Linked DNA regions of Macaca mulatta: region 2 is linked to region 1. The links are chromatin contacts, called in public Hi-C maps. All regions are on one chromosome and are shown on one strand. Each heading gives the region's core, a stretch centred on a gene start, on an enhancer-like site or on the middle of the called end of the contact. The rest is flanking DNA. Distances are from core to core; before and after follow the strand shown.

The links. Hi-C and Micro-C count contacts between places; a contact is called where the count stands out from the background.
Region 2: a Hi-C map of fetal cortex germinal zone shows a contact between it and region 1, with 4 times the contacts expected there. The contact joins the promoter of IPO5 here to the promoter of RAP2A in region 1. A contact is called at or near these places in 2 of 14 Hi-C or Micro-C datasets (fetal cortex germinal zone and fetal cortical plate).

Annotation. Positions count from the first base shown.
Region 1 is chr17:92,156,939-92,164,264 of T2T-MMU8v2.0, reverse strand. RAP2A (RAP2A, member of RAS oncogene family) reads right to left here and starts at 3,575. Exons shown (of 2, transcript NM_001193832.3): 1 at 3,100-3,575. The coding sequence starts at 3,413. It overlaps LOC114673441 (a long non-coding RNA gene), which reads left to right and starts at 4,087. Exons shown (of 4, transcript XR_013407692.1): 1 at 4,087-5,140; 2 at 6,378-6,423.
Region 2 is chr17:92,676,656-92,684,039 of T2T-MMU8v2.0, reverse strand. IPO5 (importin 5) reads right to left here and starts at 1,388. Exons shown (of 26, transcript XM_002800812.4): 1 at 1,277-1,388. The coding sequence starts at 1,366.

The DNA of each region.
Region 1 (7,326 bases), core at 2,326-4,825:
ATGTACACTTATAGACACTTAAGGGAGTTTTTATATTTCTTAAAAGTGAAATATTTCAAGTAATAGAAATCCTTGAAAATGACTGCTATTATTTGAAATGAAAATGAAAAATGAAAAGCTCCATTCGTCGTTTGGCTATGCATTAGTGCTGTGCATTATTGCTACACTGTACTTGAAGTTAAATGTTCATTCTCATGCCCTTTTCCATCAGATCCTTCATAAGAGAAAATATTTAAAGAGAATACCAACACAGTTCTTCCAAGGATTATTTTAACCTCATTGCTTTTTAGTCTCATCTTGCCTATACTAAATAATGAATTCCAAAATGCAATTACAAATTTATTTCTTCTAAAATTACATTTATATCAAGGGTAAAATTTAAGGAAGATAAATGACAAAGTTATTAAAGTAAGAATGACAGCTAGAATTTTTTGAGCAACTTCTGTGTACTAGGTATTGTTTTGGGTATCTTAAAATACATTATCTCATTTAATTCTTACAAGGACTCTTGAAGGTGCATATTAATCTCTATTTCACAGATAAGGAAACTGAAGTTTAGAGAAATAAGCAAGCATTTCCCCAAATCATATACACCTTAGACCTCTGTTGTCCAATATGGCAGCCTGTGGCCACATGTGGCTACTGAGCACTTGAAATGTGACTTGTTTGAATTGAGATGTGCTACGTCAAACACATACCAAACTTCAAGGGCACAGTATAAAAAAGTAAAGTATCCTATCAATAATTTTTGAATATTGACATGTCGAAATGATTCTATTTTAAATATGGTGGGTTAAATAAAATACATTATTAAAATTAATTCCACATATTTATGTTATTTAAAAAAAATCAGCTACTAGGAATGTTAAAATTACATATGTGGCTCACGTTATATCTCTATTGAAAAGTGCTGACCTAGACCTAAAGCTGAATACTGAATTTGACAGTAGATATCAAATACTGAGAGGCCACCTGCATTCACACGTCCTCTCCATCAATGATGGGAAGCCAGATGCTGGGATTACGATGAGGTGTAAAATACCTTACTACTACCGTATTACAAAGACACATAAGTGAGGGTCCAAGAGGTTCTTACGTATACAATGGTTGAATTCTGGTGAAAGAATTTATGAACTCTACTTCAGCTGATCAATGATCTTTTTATATCAAGAACTGAGACTAGTGAGTAAAATGATATCTGGGCATGCAGAATTTTACTCTTTTTTTCCTCTGGGCCATAAGGAAAATAAATACATTGCTCCAATATACTGAGTTTAGACTAACCTATTATTATAACTGAGAAAAGTAATCTGCACTAAATTACAAGAAACTACAAAATTATGTGGACCATATTATCCAAAAATATTTTGCCATATTTGTTCCCTAGGCTTCAAGAAGTTAGCCATGGGTATGTGGCTTTATCATTGTATATCTGCATCTTCATATCTTTATGCCTGCATATCTAAATGTGAAGGGTGAGGAAGTTGGGACATTTAGATTATTTTTTGACGTATGCATTTGGCCTAACATTAACATGTGGCGATGTATCAGACTACCCTGCAGTTGGTTTGGTTTGGTTTGTTTCTTTCTAATTGTGTGGTATTGGGGGAGGGGGTAATAAGGATTTAAGTCACTTAAATGTAGCCCCTTAAATGCCATCCTCATACTAAGCTTAACTTTAGGAAAATGATACTGGAGAAGTAAAAAGCTATCAAATTCGCAAATCTTAGCAGCAGAGACCACGCAAGTATCTGCTTTATTCTAGTTTGGAATTTAACACAAGGATGAATAACATGCACAATTTTAGTTCAGCTATTAAAGTGCATACTCAAGTAGTTAAGGGGGGGGGGTGGAGCAATGGAGAGAGAGCCTTCTCTTTGATCTCACAGGTTGCATTAAAAACCCACTACTCGTAATGAGTTTTTGAGCATCCCCTGGGCACACATAACTTGGTCCTTGCTCTTTCAAAATGAGTGGACTCAAACTGACGTACAATGTGATTATGTCTACAGTGCACTTACAACCATCTTTCAATAAAGGTCTTCAGATTTAGGCTCTAAGTAGAATAAGGCAAGAAAAAAAGGACACTAAAATTATCAGCAGGCTTTAACTAACAACAACTGGATAAAACGGTAATATGTAATTAAATGATAATTAGAAAAATCTGCCAAAACTTTGCACTAAGATATTATCACATTTCTAATGCTTGAAATTACATGGAAAAATATACTCAGTGAATTTAAGAGAAAACAAACATTTTAAATCATTTAAGTAATCAGCCATATTTCCAAAATGTATACTTTAGAAAACAATTTATATATATATAAAGGCTTATTAACGTTAACTTTAAATTAGCTAATACTTGAGTCACACTTTTGAAGAAGCTTCTGTTTTGTTTCCAGGAACTTTTTTTTTTTTTTTGAAGCGGTTAAGGCGGCTATATTAAAAACAAAAACAAAAAACAGCTAAGCTGCATTCTTTTCCTCTTGTGAATGGCTTATTTGCACTCCTCTATGTTAATATTCTCGAAACCCCATTTAGCTTACGATGTCTTCAAAAAATTTGATAATCTGTCTTTAAAGTTTTGCTCTAAATTAGAGACTTAATTTTTGTAAAACGCCTTGGAACCATAAACCTTTAACGAGATGAGAAAGGTCTCTTTCCTCTGGACTTGACTTTACTGTATAGGTGTGTGAGCGATTTTTGCTGTCAAACATTGCCAAGGCAGACTGTTGTTGTTCAGTCTGCAAATGTCTCAACTATACCTGCACAGTTCCTCTCTTCCCAACACAAACCCATCCACTCCCTTCCCCTCTGCAAGTTTTAAACTTTGTTTCCTTGGGGGCTCTGTACAAGCAATGCTAACAACGGCCAAGAGACAAAGAGCTGTTCTGTGGGCTAACAGGATGCCAAATTTTAGTTGTGAAACAAAGCATTCGAATTTGAGATTGAGGAGGAGGAGCAGAATGACAATAGTAAAGCCTCCAGCTCGGAGCCACCCCCCAGACAGCCCCCTCCCCAGAGCCCCGCGCGGGGAGTTCTGGCCCCGGGACGGTGACTCCGGGGTGCAGCCGCCAAGCCCCCTGCGCCCTCGCTCACCGCTTCACGCGGATGATCTGGTCCCGCATGGGCTTGATGTCCTGGAAGCTCTGCTGGTTGACGAGGCTGTAGACGAGGATGAAGCCCTGGCCGTTCTTGATGTACAGGTCCCGCATGGACGCGAACTGCTCGGTGCCCGCCGTGTCCAGGATTTCCAGCACCGACGGCGACGAATCCACCTCGATCTCCTTGCGGTAGAAGTCCTCGATGGTGGGGTCGTATTTCTCGATGAAGGTACCGGTCACGAACTGCACGGTCAGGGCGGATTTGCCTACCCCGCCCGAGCCCAGCACCACCACTTTGTACTCGCGCATCGTCCCTCCGCGGCCGCCGCCGCCGCCGCCGCCCGCGACATAGACCTACGCCGGCCGCGCTGCGCCCCCAGCCCCGGCCCCGGCGGCCCGCCCAGCCGCCTCCCGCGGCCGCCCCCACCTCACAGCCGCGGCGGCCCCCTGGGCGCCGGCGGCGGCGGCGGCAGCTGAGGGAGCAGCGGCCCTAGGCATGGGCCGAGCCGGGCGGCGATGCGGCCCCGTGGGCACCGGGTGGGACTGAGGGCGAGCAGGGAGACAGAGCGTGAGCCGCCGGAGCCGCCCGAGCCGCCCGAGCCGCGGGCCCGCAGTGCCGCCCGCCCCGCCCCTCGCGCCTCCACGCCCAGATCCCCGCCCGCCGCCGCCGCCGCCGCTACCCCCAGCGCTGGAGCGCGCGCCCGAGCCCCAGCCGCAGCGCGGCCAGGGGCGGGGCCCGGCGGCCGGGGCGGAGCCCGCGGCACAGCCTCGCCCCCGTCCCCGTCGCCTAGGCGACCGGCCGCGGGCGCTCCCGAGAGGCTCTGCGCGGCTCCGAAGCTTCTGCCGTCGCGGAGATAAACAAGCACCGCGACTGCCCAGCAGCGCCGAACCCTGCGCGCCCAGTCAGACCCCAGGGCCTACGTACCGAGCATGCGCAGTTCCCGCCCGAGCTGGGAGCAGTCAACCTGAGACTCCCACGTTCAGAATTCGGCGGAGATGCGATGGTAGAGGGGCCAGAGCTACCTCCAAGCTTTACCCTGAGGCGAGGAGTGAAGGGGAGAGATGCCCAAGGCCCAAGAGGGACCGCGAGGGCCTTTGCCCGATGCCACCCAGTCTGTCAGCACTTCTAGAGCTTTGGTTTTATCTTGTATTAGCATGTGTAGCTTTAAGGGGACGGGCACCTACAGGCTTCTGCCTGAAGTTGTGTAAACGCAACAAAACGAAGCTTTCGAGTGTTAGGACATTGATAGGAGGGTGACAGCCCCCTCCGGCAGCGCGCCACAGGGTCGAGCCAGAGGCGGCCACACACCACGGAAGTTGGGTCCAAGCCTGCTGACGTCGCCAGGGTCCCGCCCACCAATCCTCTGGATCCGCCCACATTTCTTCTAGATCCGCCCCTTTCAGTGCCGAACTGCAGTCGAGCTCTGTCCACGCCCTGTCAGCCACTGGTGAATTGAAAACCTGGAGAGCGGAACCCCGACCGGCAGCCGGAAGGCCCCGGGACACCTCATAGCAACAGCCGGCTAGGGGCATCTAGTGGGAAGCTGGGATTCATTCTAGCCAACCACGTCATGTCTCTGCACCCCATGGTACCATTCACTACCAATAAGAGAGCCTCCCCATACCACGTGACTTTCCTCTTTCAACCAATCGGGAAAAAAATCTGTCGCGGGATCCGCAAGCACACCCCCCAGTGCCTCGCCAGGCGGGGCGGTTCGCGCACGCTTTGCCAACCAATCGTAGGTGAGCTGGCGTGTGACGGAAGTTTCGACCAAGCCAACCAGAGCTCGCGAGCCCCTTGCCACAGAGGCTGGCGGGATGGAGATAGGGCCCGGCTGCGGGCGTTTGGGAGGGGCAGAGATTGAGGAGCCAGTTGCTGTGCTCTGTTCTGGCAAAAGAACAAGATGGGTTGCAAGCCAGAATGATGAATTCCACTTTTAACGTCGTCTCCGTGGCATTCTGCCTAAATGATGGGCATGGAAATGGTGCTGAGGGATGTGGGCTGAATCGAGAACACAGGGACTTTTGTCTTCAGGGTGAGAAATGTTCCGGTCCTTAAGGAGATATCGTGCAGCAATTGCATGGGTCTTCCAGGCGTTCCTCCCAGAACATTATTTTTTCTTTCACTATTAAGTTTTAAAACTTAGCGTTCTGTCGCTAGCATTACATCTTAGTTACACACCCTCTCCCACCCATAACGTCAAATTTAGGAGACGTTACATCCTCAAACATTCCTGCATTATTTTTTGCAGTTACCGGTTACTCGGTTTACTTTCTTTAAACTAGGTCCTTCTCAAACTAGTCTCATCCGTTCGTTACTGTCGCACATTTCCTGCGAATAATACATTTCTGTAGTTCTGTTGTTAAAGCCTGGCATACCTCTCCCCCGGTCCTCTTTCCCACAAGGTCATCATGCAGAGGGGATTTTGGTCTGAGTTAAAAGCCAGGTATTCTTTCACCATCTTTTCTGTCGATAGTCAAACTACTGCAAAGACTACTCAAATTTAGTAGTTTCCTATTTCCCTAGAGCTTCGTTATATTAGAATGGGTAACTTATATTTGCATTACCTTGCTATAATAAATACACACCAAGTTTTCATTTAAAATTATCAAGGACAAATGTCCTCTGAATTTAAAAATGTGTATGTAGTAAAATATAACTCAGCATTTCTTGATTACATATCATTAAAATATGAATGGTACTATCTGAGCCACCAGAATCAGCAGTGAAGGTATTATATTAATAAAAAGGACTAAGAATCAGGACTGTTTAAAGGGAATTGGAACAGAAGAGGATCTACTATTTCATGCTAGGCTAGTAATGTGAAATAGTGAAAATTGAGAGAACTTACATGGGTGCTTCATATCTGAGCTACTTTGGCAGGGATGTTTCAAGAGGATGTAGGTAAGTATGGTGTTCACCTAGCTTTCCAGAAGTCTCATATTTTGTGTAAAACTGGTATGCTTATTCATGGTTACTTTAGGTTAGTAGCAGCTATAGTTCTTTTCCAAGGAAAGACAGATTGTCTCTTTTAAGATTCTAATTGTGCATCTTGGTAATAAGAAGTTCTTAGATTTGTTCAATAGAGTCAGGAAGCATGAAGCTTTCTCTCTAGATCATGACAACCCATCTAGTACCTTGCATTACAGAGAAGTTCTAAGTCCATTTACTTTGCAAGGAATAAAGATTCAGTGATTTATGTTTTTGAGAAATTTGCTTTGGGATTGTGGGTCCAGAAGGTCGCCTAAAACAACTGTTTTCATGACTCCTAGGTCCCTAGATGTTGAGAAGCTCTGGACTGAAGCTGTCACAAAAATAGTGAGTAGTCTCCGTAGTCACTCCACTTAGCATAATAGAGAGTAGGACAGCTTTGTGACATTTCTCAGGTTATTTCCCCTGACCTCTCATCAATGCTGACGTTTTTGATAAGAAGGAGTATAGAGACTGCAGCCCTTTGGGTGGTTATAGCTCGTTTATTTACAGGCCTTATATTGACAGGCCTCAGATTTCATGCTCAGTACTATAAAGGTTGATTTTTAACCACCAAGAGGCAAAAGAAACATGACAGGTCAGAGCATATTTTCTCACCTATTCTGGCTTAAACGATGGTACTTACCTGATTTGTGGCTGTATGTGAAATGTTGGGTGAAAGATTAGCTGCTATAAAAAGGATGTCAGGACGTGTAGAGAATTTAGAGGACTTGGGGGAGAGATGGATGTCTGTTTTCTAACCCCTTAGTCATGTTCATTCTGATGCCAGCATAAACTCTATTCTGAGATGATTATAGAAATAACTTTTGTCTTCATTCGTTTGTGGGAAATAAATAAAAATGATATAAAAGAAATATGAATTATGCCCAAGAGCTGTAAATCTGTAAGACAGTGAAAACTTAACGCTGTAACTGACACTGCAGGGTCCCTTTAGTTTCCGAAGTGCATTGCCAGGAGAATAAAAAGAAAGAAAATCTTCATTTCTCCTCCCTCCACTAAATCTGAGAGGGAGTTATCTCACCTATAGCCAGATACCTTCCATTATCACAGTTGTGTTACCATGGAAACCCAGGTCCATCCTTTCTTTCTGTGAAAGATGTTGGAAAAGGTGGTATGAAGTGGGAAATCCACTGTATTCTGGGACTTCCTGACACCAGCAAGAAGCAAATATGCAGAGAATTTAATAGAACCAAATTAGTAGAGGATATTTGTAATGCGAGGGGTACTTTT
Region 2 (7,384 bases), core at 139-2,638, 520 kb before region 1:
TGTGTTTACTTCACTTAATATAAAACCTCTAAGTATAACCAGCACATCCACCATCTATTCAAAACAAGGATTAACACTTGTTTTAAGGACACCTGGAAAAGTCTTCAGGCCTGTGTTCAGAAGAGGACCTGTAGTCAGTTTCATTGGCTATATGCAAAATTAATTTTTGCTCTTTAAAAATATCCGGCTGAACATCCTTCATTTAATCTTATAAAACTCTTCAATCTCATGGTTGCAAAAAAACCCATATATAACCAAGTTTAGCGGTCAGCTAAGAAACTGGAAAGTTTCTCCCTCCCCTGGAAATATCCCATAATAATCGTGGTCTCAACGCTGACGATGTAACATCAGTCTTCCAGTGAACCCGGTAAATGAGCTTACAGATATATTTAAATTACTGTCACTTGAAAGTATCTCCACATTTTGGAGGCCAGGAACAAGAGGTGGTTTGAAAAAACAGATTACGGTTATATTTAATGAAGTTGAAGACTTAAACATATGGTACTGGCCCAGTTAAACAACGGAAGTCCCACTACATCCCATTTATCCCACGATTCTCTAGAGAGCAAAGAAAATTTGTCTGAAGGAAGAGCAGAGTAAGTGTATTACATGCCCAGAGTAAGGTGGAAACTGCATAGAAAGAAACCCTAAAGGCAACTTCACAGAACTGGGGGTGGAAAGGGGTAGGGAAATCTGGCTTCTGATGTTAGGAACTAAAATGAGAAAGAACTAAATGAAAAAAGGCAGCAGCGACAAGGAAGGGTACACATTTAAAAAGAGAGGGACAGACGGTGTGGGAGATGAGCAGGGGGTAGAAGCAGGCGTGACGGGTAAGGTAGCAGCCAGGGTTTGGGAGACCCACAGCGCTAGGCTGGGTGGAGACAGCAGCTGGAAAGGCGGTGGGGGCTCCCGCTGGGAGAAAGCGGGAAAGGGGCGAGCGGGGAGCTCGGAAAGGGGGTGGCCAGCGAAGTTGGGGCCCCGGGCCCGCCCGGCACCCCACACCTGGACTGGGGCAGCGCGTCGGGAGCGGCCGCACGTGGGTGCGAGCGGCGGCAGGGAGGTAACTGGTGTCGGGCGCCGCGGCAGCAATGGCCGGAAAAGCCCGGGGGCACGACCGGGAGCCGCGGGCCGCCTCACACGTGGGCTGCGCGGCCGCCGCCCGCCGGGCCCAGCCTGCGCGGCCGCCGCGGACCGGCCGAGGCCCGGCGCTGCCGGCGTCGGGAAAGGGTCGGCGCGCCGGCCAGGGCGCGGAGACGGGGGCGGTGAACTCGGTTACCTCTGCCTGTTTCCGGACCACATTGTCGGGGCTGAGCAGGTTTCCCAGGAGCAGGTAGAACTGTTGCTGCTCCGCCGCGGCCGCCGCCATTGCGCTAGGCGTGAGAGAGAAGGAGGGAGGGGAGACAGGAGCCGTGAGGCGCGCTCGCGGGCCGCGGGAGGGGCGGGGGCGGGCCCAGCGCGGGGACCGGCACCAGCGGCGGCGCGGGGCTGTGGGGGGGCCGGGCGGGAAGGGCGGGGCAAAGGGGAAAGGGGAGGACGGGGCGGGGCCTCGCGGCCTCTCACCCCGCCGCGGCCGCCGGCGCCGGCGCCTCACTGGCCCTGGGCGCAGGGGGGCGGGGCCGAGGCCGCCTCCTCGGGGGCCGCGCTGATTGGCCACGCACCCTGCGGTGCCGTCACTGGCCGCGCGCCGTGGGCCGCCGGCTGTGCGCGGGTGGGGTCGGCTGGCGGCTACGCAGCCGGGCCAGGGCTGGGATCGGGGTCGTGGTCCGGGTCGAGGCCTGGGCTGGGGCCGGGGCTGCGTCGCGGGGACAGCGGGAGGAGCCGGCCGGCGGGCCCGGCCGCGGCGATGGGCCTGAGGCCTGGCCGGGAGGAGGGGCCAGCTCCTGAGCGCGGGAGATTTCGGCGCCGCGGGCTGGTCGGCCTCCTTCTCGCGGACCCCCGGCCCCTCCCTGCGGCCGCAAGAGCGGGCCCCACCCCTTCGGTCCTTCTCCCCCTGGGATCCAGCCCTTTACCCACATCTAGGAAGGCAGCAGCCCCTTTAGACCCACTTCCTAGGTACCTTCCACCCACAGACTCCTCTTGTTGTCAGACCCTCCGACCTCCCCCAGGACTATGGACTCAGGGCGCCCCTTCCTCCTGCCGCGCCCGCCAGTGACTCACGCCTGGGGCTTTCGCGGAAGAGGGGTTACTCAGCCCGGGGCTCTCCCGCCAGGCTGCCCGTCCCCAGCCCGCGGTCGTCTTCGCACGTCCACGTAGCAAAGATGCCTCCACCCGAGGATCTGTGACTATTCCCTTGAATCCCTTGTTTAGGGATGCTGTTCTCGCAATGATTTGGGAACGTCAAGAAACACCTTTCTTCCTAAAGGAGCCCTGGTTTACAGGGTTGATATCTCAATCTCGGTCTAGGAACCCAGAGGCGTAATTTCAATTTCAGCATTCTAATGCGTAGATAATACACGCAATGTTCTTTAACTGCTGGGGCTGCCAAAGGCAGAGAGAGGGGTGTACAAATCAAAGGGTACTTTTGTTGATACCCTGTTGTATCCAATACATTGGGCTAAGGGTGTCAGTGGAAGGCTCGCTCTGTCGCCTAGGCTGGAGTTCAGTGGCACAATCTCGGTTCAGTGCAACCTCTGCCTCCCGGGTTCAAGCAATTTTCATACCTCAGCCTCCCAAGTAGCTGGGATTACAGGCATGTGCCACCATGCCCAGCTAACTTTTTTGTATTTTTAGTAGAAACGGGATTTCACCATGTTGGCCCGGCTGGTCTCGAACTCCTGACCTCAGGGGATAACCCTCTCCACCCCCCGCCTCGGCCTCCCAAAGTGCTAGGATTACAGGCACAAGCCACCGTGCCCAGCTACGAAAACAATTCATTTCTGCCCCAAAGGGACGCTACATCTCTAGTGAGGAGGTTTCATATTGGGAGAGATGGAGAGTAGCTCTACACAGCTGGCAGTACATAGTATTTAACTTAGGGAATTTAATTTCCTGTTGGCTATTCTGCTGCAGTTCTGCTCTTTGAAAGTCAAAGCATTTGCTCTTTGGTGAATGATTTTAAATCTTGGCCACTGTGTCCAGAATCTGGGCTGAGCCCTGGGATCCACGTGCAATTGTGATGGCCAGCCAAGATTTTTTCCTAACGGATTCTAATTGATTCCTAGAGAAAATTCTCTTAGAAAGTTTTGGGCCATGACAATGATGGGTTCTCTACAGGAGGTCTGCAGACCTATCTTTGTTGAATTTCTATTTCTTAGATGTGACAAGTTTTCATTCTCATGCCACGTTATTTCTTCTAGACAAACCACTATGCACATTACTTTGGGGCAGTTTTGTTTTTGTTTGATTTTGGGTTTTTGTGTGTGTGTGTGTGTGTGTGTGTGTGTGTGTGTGGGTAGTTGGGGTGTCTGGATTCTGAGGAGGTTTCATCATCAGCCAAGGTTATTAAGATTTTAAGGCTGGGCATGGTGTCTCACGCCTGTAATCCCAGCACTTTGGGAGGACGAGGTGGGCAGATCACCTGAGGTCAGGAGTTCGAGACAAGCCTGGCCAACATGGTGAAAGCACGTCTCTACCAAAAATACAAAAATTAGCCAGGTTGGTGGTGGGCGCCTGTAATCCCAGCTACTCAGGAGGCTGCGGCAGGAGAATCGCTTGAACCTGGGAGGCAGACGTTACAGTGAACTGAGATTGCGCCATTGCACTCTAGCCTGGGTGACAGAGCAAGACTCCATCTCAAAAAAAAAAAAAAAAAAAAAAAAAAAGAATTACAGACAAAAACAACTCATTCAAATGACTAGGTCAACAGCGAAATTTGATAAATTGCCTAGGGGCTTGCTTAGGGTATGGCCGGATCTCCAGTTACTTTTTAACACCTGTTGTGGTATGTGTTTTTATTGGCAATGAGTCTGTAGATTACATATATTTGCTTAATAGTTACTAAATGATAGAAATTTCAATCAAGTTTGCAGATTTTTGTTACTATTATTATTGTTATTGTTATTATTTTGAGACAGAGTCTCGCTCTGTTGCCCAGGCTGGAGAGCAGTGGTGTGATCTCGGCTCACTGCAGCCTCCACCTCCTGGGCTCAAGCCCCTCCCACCTTAGCCCCTCCAAGTGGCTGGTCTGCAGGCACAAGCCACCACACCTGGCTAATTTTTGTAGTTTTGGTAGAGATGGGGTTTCGCCCTGTTACCCAGGCTGGTCTCAAACTCCTGAGCTCAGGTGATCCTCCTGCCTTGGCCTCCCAAAGTGCTAGGATTACAGGCCTCAGCCACCACACCCGGCCAGGAGCTTGTTTTTTTAATGAGGCAAAGCGTAAACCTAAGATTATTTCAGGCAGTCTAAAAACAAAACAATTTTGTATTAGTGGTGACATCAACTGCTAGAACACAAAATCACAGTCCAACCTTATTTTAACATTTTAAATATCCAATTAAAAGGGAAGGAGAAGCATTTTAAGGTTAATGAATGAAGAGACCACCCACCCCCCTCCAAAAATGGGAGAAATTCCAGTAAACTTGGGGTAGATAGCAGATGTCCTGACAATGGAGACTAGTTCTGGTGTCCAGAAAACCTCTTAGGTGGGGACTGTATTTTTGGTAGCAGGCTCGCCATTCTGGAGAGTTTATAATGCTCAGCCTTCTGGGAAGCTTACTGCACTTAGAAGTCCATTTCTCATAAAGAGTGTCCTTATAGTTTATAAGAGTATCATTTTCTTATAAGAAAATAACTCAGGGGCCGGGTGCGGTGGCTCACGCCTGTAATCCTAGCACTTTGGGAGGCAGGTGGATCCCCTGAGGTCAGGAGTTTGAGACCAGCCTGGCCAACAGGGCGAGACTCCATCTCTACTAAAAATACAAAAAAAATTAGCTGGGTATGGTGGTGCATGCCTGTAATCCCAGCTACTTGGGGGGCTGAGGCAGGAGAATCACTTGAACCCAGGAGACAGAGGTTGCAGTGAGCCAGTATCATGCCACTGCACTACAGCATGGGCAACAGAGCAAGACTCCTCTCAAAAAAAAAAAAAAAAAAAGAAAGAAAGAAAGAAAAGAAAATAGATATTGCATAAAGGCAGCTTGCAGCAGTATAGATTTATTTATTTCCCAAGGAGATCAAATGGTGGAAGGTAAAGAGCCTTGAACTTGAGTCTAGAGGATTTGTATCTTTAGTCTCTTACTAGCTGTGTAACCTCGAGTGCTTAATGTCACTAAGCCTCAATTTCTCATCTATAAAATGGGGATAATAAAAAGTATAATATTATTAATCATAAAAGTTCTTCTAGCATTAACCTATAATTGGAAGTAAAAATGCAAGGATAGAAAACTTTGAGTTTTGCTCACTCCGTATTCGCTGCCATTGCTTTGGCCACGTTAAAATAAAAAAACAAAAACAAAATTGCCCCAAAGTAATGTACTTAGTGGTTTATCCTGTGAATGGCCAGCTCCTTTCCCTTGCAATTTATTGGACTTGACATTACTTCCATTAAGTGCTGGAGGCAAATTTGCTTGGAGCATTTGCAACCCCTCTTAAAACGAAGTGTCTCTCAACTGGTACGTGAAATCTAGGTAGTTTAGGATTTTTGCTGTTAGGAAGTACTGCGCAGCCTGGGTGTGACCTGTTTGTAATACTGCAGGAGACAAGGCTCCTTAACTAGAGTGCATCAGAATCCTCTCCTGCTACTGCTCTTAGTTTTATGGGCTCCCATGTTGACGGGCGTGTTCTGGAAATGGGAGAAAGTTGGAGAAGTTAGGCTTGTAAGACCTCTGTGAAAGCTTTTCTCAACTGGGATAGAATTTGGTTTTGTCTGCCCTTTCTGGTTCATAGAATGCTGAATGCAAATGACATAAGATTCTCCCAAGTGAATAATCTAATTTTTTTTAAGTTGCCTCGGGTCTCTGTGACTCCTTATCTTGGTATTTGTAAGCTCTTATGCTTTTGATATCACAATTTATTATGAGGGTCAATTTAGATGATATAAATCAAAGCGTTATAATCTGTAACTACACCAATGTAAGCTGGTGGCATATATTATTTTTATTAATAATTAACCTGGTACAATGAAAAAGAATGCTGGCTTTGTTTTCTCATCTGTAAAATTGGAATAATAGTTCTTCATAGGAGTGTTTTGAAAGTTAGGACGATATATGTAAATTCACATAGTATGGTGTCTGCATAAGTAGATACTCAATAATTATCATCTTTTATTAGTAAGATGGATTTGGGAGTTAAATGTGACCTTAAGCAAGTAATTACTCTTTTTGTTTGTTTTTTGAGAGCTGGGCCCTTGCTATATTGCCCAGGACAGTCTTGAACTCCTGGGTTCAAGCGATCCTCCCACCTCGGCCTCCCAAAGTGCTGGGATTACAGGCTTGAGCCAGCATGCCTGGCCTTAAACAAGTAATGACTCTTAAAGCTGCATCTGGTGCATAGTCATGTGCATCCCATTTCTGTTTATATAAAATCTACTTGCATATTTTCTGTTGGTCTCCCAATTGTGCAGAGTAAAATGGTATATGGAATGGATTACCCATATTCAGTAGACACTTGGCTGATAAGTAAGATTTCTGACTCTAATATTGATGTTTTCTACTGCCTAGATAAGAGCCACAAAAAAATTGGGAACGATTGAAATATGGTTTATTGAAAATATGCTGAACTATTCACATTTTTTTTCAACTGCTTTTTTATGAAAACTTTCAAGTTCCTGCTCTGAAGCAGTCTGTTACATACAGTCAGTGCACCCAGCCAGGGGCAAGTGGGACCCTATCAGTCCTGAGGGACATTGCGCACAATAGGCCCTCAGTAAATTGTGGAATGGAACACAGGCCAGGGAAATTTTGACTTGATTGTCTTCTTTTGTGCCCTTTCTTAGTTTTATATTTGAGATTCAGCGGATATCTGCAGGTGGAGGGACTGATTTTAGGGAGGCTGGGAGCAGAGGCTCCAGAGCCGGCCAATGTGCAAGTTCAAATGATAGCTTCACAACCTACATGCTGTGTGATCTTGCCCAAGTTAACCTTCCTCAAGCCCAGTTTCCCCTTCTCTGAAGTGGGCATAATAGAAGTTTTTTTTTTTTTTTTTTTTTTTTTTTTTTTTGCGACGGAGTCTCGCTCTGTCACCCAGGCTGGAGTGCAGTGGCCGGATCTCAGCTCACTGCAAGCTCCGCCTCCCGGGTTCACGCCATTCTCCTGCCTCAGCCTCCCGAGTAGCTGGGACTACAGGCGCCCGCCACCTCACCCGGCTAGTTTTTTTGTATTTTTTAGTAGAGACGGAGTTTCACCGTGTTAGCCAGGATGGTCTCGATCTCCTGACCTCGTGATCCGCCCGTCTCGGCCTCCCAAAGTGCTGGGATTACAGGCTTGAGCCACCGCGCCTGGCCAATAG